3 separate regions of the Mus musculus genome follow, and all the other regions are linked to region 3. The links are chromatin contacts, called in public promoter capture Hi-C maps. All regions are on one chromosome and are shown on one strand. The core of a region is the stretch at or near the end of the contact, and the rest is flanking DNA. Distances in the headings are between cores, read along the strand shown. Region 1 has its middle 5.3 kb from the start of Wee1. Region 2 overlaps Swap70 (SWA-70 protein). Region 3 holds the start of Lyve1 (lymphatic vessel endothelial hyaluronan receptor 1).

Region 1 (2,966 bases), core at 199-2,698, 750 kb after region 3:
CACCTTGGAAACTGAGGTGGAAGGAGAAGATCCGTGAAAATGCAATGGCATCCTGGGCCAAAAGAGAGACCCTGTGCAAAAAAGCCAAATAGACTAGGGATGTGGCTCAGTTGGTAGAGTTCTTGCTTAACATGTGTGAAGCTTTGGGTTCAATCCCTGATAGCCTGAGCTGAGTGTGGCAGCACATACCTGCATTCCTGGGAAGTATGTGCCTGGGAAGTAGTGGCCGGAGAATGGGAGGCTAGCTTGGGTTATGTGAGTCTGTCTTTAGAAATAAATGTTTAAACAGGGCTCAGAGTCGGGTGGTGGTGGAGCACACTTTTAATCCCAGCACTTGGGAGGCAGAGGCAGGTGGATTTCTGAGTTCGAGGCCAGCCTGGTCTACCAAGTGAGTTCCAGGACAGCCAGAGCTACACAGAGAAACCCTGTCTCGATAAACCAAAAACCAAAAAAAGAAAAACAACAACAACAGGGCTCAGTAGGGCTGGTGAGATGGCTCAGTGAGTAAGAGCACCCACCAACTGCTCTTCCGAAGGTCTGGAGTTCACGTGGTGGCTCACAACCATCCGTAAGGAGATCTGACTCCCTCTTCTCGAGTGTCTGAAGACAGCTACAATGTACTTACATATAATAAATAAACAAATCTTAAAAAAAAAAAGCACAGGACTCAGTAATGTTAAAGTGTAATGTTAAATTGATGTACAATGTGCTCTTATATAGATTATGAAATGTTATCAGAGATACTGCTCAATGGTAGAGCACTCACCTAGCACTTGTGAGGTGACCTCCAGTACACACACACACACACACACACACGCGCGCGCGCGCCAGTCTGTTAAAACCAGTGTGTGACTTTCTTTTGCCTGATGTTCATTTGTCTGTTCTCTTCCACCCTGGCCTGGAACCAAGTTTTGTTTCTACAACTCCATTGACTTTAATCCCAGGAACTTTTTAAAGGAAAATCTAGTGATGATCTTTGTGACAGAAGTCCCCAAATGACTAAGCTACCCAGGCCCCACTCCCTCCAGCTAAGCACAGGGCATGATGTTATGGTTTAATTTCAGCAACATCTAACTGAAACAATTCTGATTTTTAAAATTGCATGCTCCTCCAAGTACAGTACAAAATGTACTAGACGGGAGGGTTCCACCCACTTGCCCCAGGCTAGAGAAGTCAAATCTCCAGTTCTCTCCCCACCCAGTTGTTCCTAACAGTAATGTTGCTTGGCAACTGCTGCAGACTCACACTCTGGGTACAGTTAGCTGAGGGACAAAACAAAACAAAACAAAACAAAAAAACAGTAGGGAAGAATTTAGCAGGAGGGAGAACAATTTGTTTATCCTCCTTAGACCAATGACTTAGCAGATAAAAGCCTTGAATGCCCCTACTGGCTCATTCACTTTCCTTGTCCCATTTTAGTTGAGACAAGAGACACCCTCTCCAGTACTTTAAATGCAGGACAGCACATGAGTCCAGGCCTGTTCTCATTAACATAAGCTCTGCCCTCCAGACTAAGTTCTTCAGAACTAAGAACTATCTTTTTTTCTCAGTGATGTAATCAGAGGAATATTTCATGAGACTAGAGGGGCTTTCCAAAAAGCAGTCTTTTCTAGTTTGTGTTTAAGCCCTGGAGAAATAGTTCACCTCTGATAGATTTCTAGAGTTTTTGTTCTGTTGTGTTTTCCTCTTTTAAAGCTTCCTTGGGGGCTGGTGAGATGGCTTAGTGGGTAAGAGCACCTGACTGCTCTTCCGAAGGTCGGAAGTTCAAATCCCAGCAACCACATGGTGGCTCACAACCATCCGTAATGAGATCTGATGCCCTCTTCTGGTATGTCTGAAGCTACAGTGTACTTACAAGTAATAAATAAATAAATAAATAAATAAATAAATAAATAAATAAATAAATCTTTAAAAAAAAAAAGGCTTCCTTGGGGCCTGAGTTCAAGCCCTGGGACTCACCTATGAAAGGAAAGAACCAAAGTTATCCTGAACTCCCAACTGGTAAGGGTGCTTACTACCAAACCTGATGACTGAGTTCAATCACTAGTACCTCCTGGAGTGAAGGAGAAAACAAATTCCAAGTTGTCCTCTGACCTCTACACATGCACCTTGGCTTGTGCACTCCCCCCCCCACACATACAATAAATCATAATAATAAAAAACTTAATGTAATTTGTTTAAAGCTTCGTTAGTCAAAATTCAGAATTGCAGAAACAGTTCTGTGTTAGAGCTAAAGAGACTGGCTCAGTAGTCAAGAACAATGGCTGCTTTTCCAAAAGGAAAAAGCATTTTTCCTAGCATCCACATGGAAGCTCACAACTGTGACTCCAGTTCCTGAAGATATGACACCCTTTCTGGCCTGCAGAGACACCAGGCATGCATGTAGTTTACAGACATACATGCAGGGAAAACAAAACAAAAACCCTGCTTATATACATAAAGTAAAATAATAATTAAAAAAAATAAAGTTGGGGCTGAAGACATGGTTCATTAGCTGCTCTTCCAGAGGTCCTGAGTTCAATTCCTGGCACCCACAAAGTGGCTCACAACTATCTGTAATGGGAACTGATTCCCTCTTCTGTCATGCAGACACACATGCAAAACAGAACACTCATATGCATAAATAAATACATATTTTAAAAAATGGGGGGCTGGTGAGATGGTTCAGTGGGTAAGAGTACCCGACTGCTCTTCCAAAGGTCCGGAGTTCAAATCCCAGCAACCACACGGTGGCTCACAACCATCTGTAATGAGATCTGACGCCCTCTTCTGGTGTGTCTGAAGACAGCTACAGTGTACTTACATATAATAAATAAATAAATAAATCTTTAAAAAAAAAATGGGCTAAATAGCCGGGCAGTGGTAGCACACACCTTTAATCCTAGCACTTGGGAGACAGAGGCAGGCGGGTTTCTGAGTTTGAGGCCAGCTTGGTCTACAGAGTGAGTTCCAGAACAGCCAGGGCT
Region 2 (2,707 bases), core at 173-2,672, 590 kb after region 3:
ATCTGGCTCCACAGAGCAACTGGACCTTGGCGTGGTCAGAGCAGCACCCTGAGCTCAGACGTCTGTGTTCACTTTCCTCACTACAGAGGAGAAATGCTGTGGGTTTAGGCTTACTCTTTCACAGCTAGTCACTGTCCATACCACGAGCCTTTTGAGAATGAAAAGGATCCTGGCTGCCTCAGGATGACAGGGACACCTCAAAGCAAATGAAGACATGTAACCATACTAACTAAGCATTTATCACCCCCACAGCATACAATTCTGCTTAGGGGTGTGGAAAACAAGGCACCCATCTTTTCCCTCTACCTCTCTGGTACACAGAAAATGCTTAATAAAGGATAACGCACAAACAAGCACACAACCCCCCCAGCAGCCACCCAAGGCACAGCAAAGCCAGGATGAAGTAGCAGCCAGGCCTTCCAGAGCTGAGGCAGCGGTTCTCAGACTCACCAGCTTCTCCCGCTCCAGCTCCGTGCTGAACCTGGTCTGTAGCTCCACCTGAGTCTGCAAGCGTTTCTTTTCCTCGTCTGCCGCACGAGAGGCTGCTTCCTCCAGTTTCTAATCAGTCAGAAGCCCATCCCCAGAAAAGCAAGATTGTTACAGCGGAAGAGAAATTCTTGCTTAAGCATATAACAAAAATTAATAAAATTACTAAATTAATAAAAATTAAATAAAAGCTATGAGACCAGTCTGCCCAGTCAGCGCATAAAACAAATCCGGTACAAATGACTCGATGCTAAACACTGTACACAGAGAATCCGAGGAGACCACTGGATCATTATCACTTGCAACTATGCTCATAGTCTGACCTAGTTCTGGAGCTTTCTATACAGTGCTGTCTCCCACCACACTATTCCTTACTCGTTACCACAGCTCAGCTTCCAGGCAGGTGACACAGGGAGCTTCCTCAACCCCCACCCCCACCCATCCTCAACCCCCTCCAAGAACAACTGGTTTAAAAAAACAAACCACATTAAAGCTTGCAGATTATCCTAGCGTGTTGAAGCTGTACCTGAGCGGTGGAGTGCTTGCCCAGCATACACAAGGCCCCAAAGTTGATCCATTCCACCCTCAAAGGACAAAAGGCAAAACACAAACAAACAAATACACAGAAAACAAAAAGGCTGTGGTGTTTCAGGCACCCCCTCCCCTCCCCCAGGCAAGAAGGAAATGCCACTCCTGGCAGAAGAAAGCTGAGACAAGGGCGCCCTCTGTCCTCTGCTCACAGCCCAGGCTGGGTAAGGGAAGAGCTGCTGCTGGGTTTTCACTGGGGTCAAGGCTGGCAGGCAGAGAAGACAGGTCTAAACTCACTTGGGCAAAAGCTCCACAGGGGGAGAAGGAAACAGAGGTGACAGCAGGCGGTGCCCTCTGCTCTTAAGGCAGGACTGTGGATGGCTCCAAGTATGTGCTGCTGTCTCCACACAAGCTCATACAACTTGCAATCCTCCTGCTTCAGCCTTCCAAGTGCTGAGGTTATAGGTCCCTAGCACCCACGCACCCAGCCTTCCAGGGAAGTTTCGCTCAAGGAGAAAAGCAAGCACTGCAGCGCTCACCAAACATAACTTTGCTATGTAAGGCATACAAAGGAGATTTGGGCAGTGATTAAGAGCAGTCCCACCGGGAAGCAAACCAACCAGATTAGTTAAGCCTGACAGAAGCAGGAAGGTCTGGCTAGGCAGAGCCCTCTCTAAGACTGGCCTTGAGAGGACACGGGTCTGAACTTAACCTCAGACTGAGGCTGCTTCATTCCTAGGCACTGCGGAAATCATAGCAAACATCCAGAACTCAGTGAACTCTAGCGGTCAGTCAGGGGTGACGGGAAGGAAAGTCTACAGGGAGAAGAGGAGAGCCGTGTGGAGGGTCATGCCAGGTGACTGTGGCTGCGCACACCCCAGCTTGCTGCCCTAAGGAGCAGACTGAAGGCCTCGGGGGTCCAGGAAATAGTCCAGCCAAGTCACTACTAAATAAATAACCACACAATGGCAAGCTTCGGGTAGGGGTGTCAGGATCAGTATCCATAGTTCCCACACCACCTTATCTTCTAAAACATCCAGTTTTCAACTAAAAAAAAAAGTATGAGGAAACAGGAAAGTGTAACCCCTATGTAGGAAAACAGTCAACAGGCACAGCCTTTGAAGCAGCACAGGAGCATATCTACAAAGCCATTACAATAAATATACTATAAAAGAATGACAGGAAGTCACAGTTAGAGATATAATAGAAGGAATAACAATATTCGGTCAAGTGGAGAAAGCATATCAATAAAGAGGCTAATTAATTTTTTTCCATTTCAGTTTTTTCTATTAGATATTTTCTTCATTTACATTTCAAATGCTATCCTGAAAGTCCCCTATACCCTCCCCCTGCCCTACTCCCCAACCCACCCACTCCCGCTTCCTGGCCCTGGCGTTCCCCTGTACTGGGCATATAATCTTCCCAAGACCAAGGGCCAAAGAGGCTAATATAAAAGAACCAAATGGAGAATGATGAGCTGCAATGTTCAAGAACCGACTGAAGAGTAAGTCTTCTAGAGGACGGTGTGCACGCCGTGCACAGCGTGCACAGCATTAGGAAGCCAGGGCGTGGTGTGCTGGAGCACACCTAGGACTCCTGAACTGGAAGCTGCAAGAGGAAGAGCAGACGTTCAAGGCCAACTTCCCTATGTAGAGAGTTGAAGGCTAGCCAGGACTTCAAGATCTTATTTCAA
Region 3 (3,092 bases), core at 397-2,896:
CTCCCCTTTCTGCCATCTTCTCCCCCTTCTTAGGATGATTTATTCTTTCTGTCATGATGCTAAGCATCAAGGATGATTTTTAAAGGACATGATTCCTACCTCTTTTTCTGGAACTACAGTGCTAGAGTCACATGTTCTAATGCACTCCCCAGGGCTTGTGTGCAAACACATTTACATCAGAGATATTCAGGGGCTATTTCCTTGCTTGCCTAGAAACTCTCAGTGTTTGTGAAGAATAGAGTCTCATTACTGGCATTTTTTGCACATGTATCTACGTCTGTACCAGTACAATTAAGTAATTATCCATGTGATTCGAGTGTTGAATTAAATAGGCAACACTGGGCAAATGGCTCAGTATTTAAAATTAAGTTCTGTTCTTGCAGAGGACCTGAGTTCAGTTCCCAGCATCCATGTTAGGCAGCTCATAACTATGTGTAACCCCAGCTCTTTAGGGTCTGATACCCTCTTTTGGTCTCCTGGGTATTTGCACTCATGTACACATAGCCACATATGGACACACACACACACACACACACACACACACACACACACACACACTACCACTCCCATAAAGGACACTTACTTTTGAGGAAAACTCACAGCCCTTTGCTCCAGGCGTTACTCCAGAGCTCCAACTGTAATTATTGAAGAAGAACCACTGAAAACCCCGCTTGGAGATACAGAGTGCATTCTGATTTAACACAGTGTGGCTGTCTGTCATATGTGTCACATGAAGACGTTGGAGTCTAAGATGAATTCCACCAGCACCCAGCGAAAAGTAACTGTGGGAACTGTGACACAATAATCCCTGTGGTGATCACTGTTACACAAATCAAAACTCCTTTTGTAAGGTGCAAAGTGTCTAATTTTTTTAAAAAAATAAATGGTTTGTTACTTATGTTTTATAACTGTGAATTTTAAAAATGATTTATTAATCTGTATGCATACTTGTGAGTGGGTATGTGCAATGAGCGTGGGTGTCTGCAGAAATTAGAAGATGGCATAAATCCCCTGGGGTTGGAATTCCAGGTGGTTATGAGCTGCCCAGTGTGGGTTCTGGGATCCAAACTCAGGCCCTCTGGAAGGGCAGCCCATGCTCTGAACTGTTAAGCCACTGTTTCAGCTCCAGATAAGACTTTTATGAGTCTTGTCTCTCTGAAAAATGAATCTCCTAGCAATGTTGATCTGTCCCGTGTATGTAAGAAGTTCCAAAGGAAGGAGTGGTGCTTTTATGAGCAGTCACTATCCTAAGCCTCACTATTATTTCCTTACACATTACAAGGCAATGCATCTGAGAGGTGGTGGGCACTGCTTGTACAAAGGAAAAGAAACACAATCCATCTTCAGTCTCTTAGCGGCAGAGCCAGTCACGGGCGGACATGAATGAATGGGCTCCGCAAAGCATCACACTGGAGAGTGTGGGAACTGAGTCCACAGGGGAATATGGGAACTGGGGAAATCTTCAGCAGCTGACACAGTGCTATCTGCCTTCCTCACCCGTGTGCTTTCTGAGTCAGCATTAGCTAAATGTTCCAGAAAGCCATCCACAAAGTACAGCCTGGGCGTTCAAGGGATGTCATTCATTTCCTCCAGTGATTTTGACAAATCAGAAGCTTGAAAGCAGGGAAATCCTCAGCCTATTTCCAGAACTCTCCATCCAGCTTGGTGATTGAACATCTGTCTCCCTTACTGCGGGTGGCCAGCCACAGTGCCCCGGAGGGATCTGCACAATGCTCCAGCACACTAGCCTGGTGTTACTCCTCGCCTCTATTTGGACCACTAGGCACCCAGTCCAAGGTGCCGACCTCGTGCAAGGTAGGTGTCTTACCAGGTTTCTACACGGAGGCTACACAAGGGCTTGGGAAGCGTCCAAGGCTCCCCCTGCTCTTGACCATGGACTGTTGGGAATGGAGGAGACTTGTGAGGTTATCAGATTGAGTGGATCTTATTGCTTACCCAAAGAGGTTTGACTGCACTGCAGACTCTCCAAATGACTCACACTCACCTTGACATCACTTAGAATTTTATTTGGGGTTATGGAAAGTTTTTAACGATAATAATTTGACTTTTTTTAAAAATGAGAAGTCATTTGTTTTTAAAGGATTTTATTCAAGGAGCAAACCAAGGTTATGAACATTGAAAGCAGTCATCAAGTCCAAGGAAAAATGGGTATATTTTATTAAATCCTGCCCACTTTATACTACTCTGTTAATATAATTGCTTTAATCGCAAGGATATTCTGCCACTAGAGGAATGCAATGTTTTAATCTGCAGTAACTTTAATCTGCAGGGAATTAACTGACAATTTGGGTTTAAATGTTTCCCATCAGCAGCTGTGAAGGGAGGGACTCCAGTTGCTTCTGTGTTTGTGGGCTGCGTTCATGGAGACCTCATTTGGCATAGTAGGAAAAACGCTGAAATCACAAACCACTTATTACTGTCCTGGGCAAGTGAAGTAACAGGTTCATTAAAGAGAACCCTTCTGCTGAAGATGCCCTGAAACAGGAGACATATCAGGATCAGATGTTCGGAGTTGATTCATATATTGCTGGATTTGACTTTTATGAGAGATTAGAGTAGATGATTATGCCTCCTCCCCCCCACCAATACCAGAACTGTCACTTTAAAATAAACCTGGTCCTCTTAGCAATGCCATCAGGAGGCCATACACACAACAAACACACACACACACACACACACACACACACACACACACACACACACACACCCCACAGTCCACAGTGCTACAATTACACCAATTATTTTGGAAGGTTTTTTTGTTTGTTTGTTTGTTTGTTTGTTTGTTATGCTTTGGGGTTTTTTTTTGGCGGGGGGGGGGGGTCTCTTGTAGCCCAGGCTAGCCATACGTTCACTATGTAGCTGAAAGTGATCTTGAAGTGATCCTTTCTTCCTTCACACAGTAGATGTAGGGATTACAAGAGTGTCGTGTTCAGTCCCACGCTGTGACAAAGCATGAATTTCAGGCTTTGTGCCTGCTAGACAGGTACTCCAAACTGAGCCACATCCCTCGCTCTTAGACCCCTGCCACACTATTTGCTTCCTCCTCAACAATGGCATTTTGTTTCCTAAGG

What was found. Promoter capture Hi-C pulls out the DNA fragments that hold promoters and counts their contacts.
Region 1: a promoter capture Hi-C map of stem cell-derived epiblast-like cells shows a contact between it and region 3, with 2.6 times the contacts expected there. The contact joins the enhancer-like site here to the promoter of Lyve1 in region 3. A contact is called at or near these places in 4 of 39 promoter capture datasets (hippocampal neurons, liver and stem cell-derived epiblast-like cells) and 2 of 115 datasets of contacts at active chromatin or transcription factors (the 230-238 cell line and pancreatic cancer cells).
Region 2: a promoter capture Hi-C map of liver shows a contact between it and region 3, with 2.0 times the contacts expected there. The contact joins the enhancer-like site here to the promoter of Lyve1 in region 3. A contact is called at or near these places in 7 of 39 promoter capture datasets (cranial neural crest, hippocampal neurons, liver and 3 more).

Annotation. Positions count from the first base shown.
Region 1 is chr7:110,115,268-110,118,233 of GRCm38.p6, reverse strand. No RefSeq gene overlaps it. Among named protein-coding and RNA genes, the nearest start is that of Wee1, 5.3 kb to the left of the region's middle. Within about 2 kb of position 1,448, at least 78 of the 459 cell types and tissues checked have an H3K27ac peak or open chromatin away from gene starts, as enhancers often do. A contact at or near this core is called in stem cell-derived epiblast-like cells, where this site is marked.
Region 2 is chr7:110,271,111-110,273,817 of GRCm38.p6, reverse strand. Swap70 (SWA-70 protein) reads right to left here. Exons shown (of 12, transcript NM_009302.3): 8 at 451-558. Among named protein-coding and RNA genes, the nearest start is that of Gm32861, 16 kb to the left of the region's middle. Within about 2 kb of position 1,422, at least 42 of the 459 cell types and tissues checked have an H3K27ac peak or open chromatin away from gene starts, as enhancers often do. A contact at or near this core is called in liver, where this site is marked.
Region 3 is chr7:110,861,507-110,864,598 of GRCm38.p6, reverse strand. Lyve1 (lymphatic vessel endothelial hyaluronan receptor 1) reads left to right here and starts at 1,646. Exons shown (of 6, transcript NM_053247.4): 1 at 1,646-1,815. The coding sequence starts at 1,731.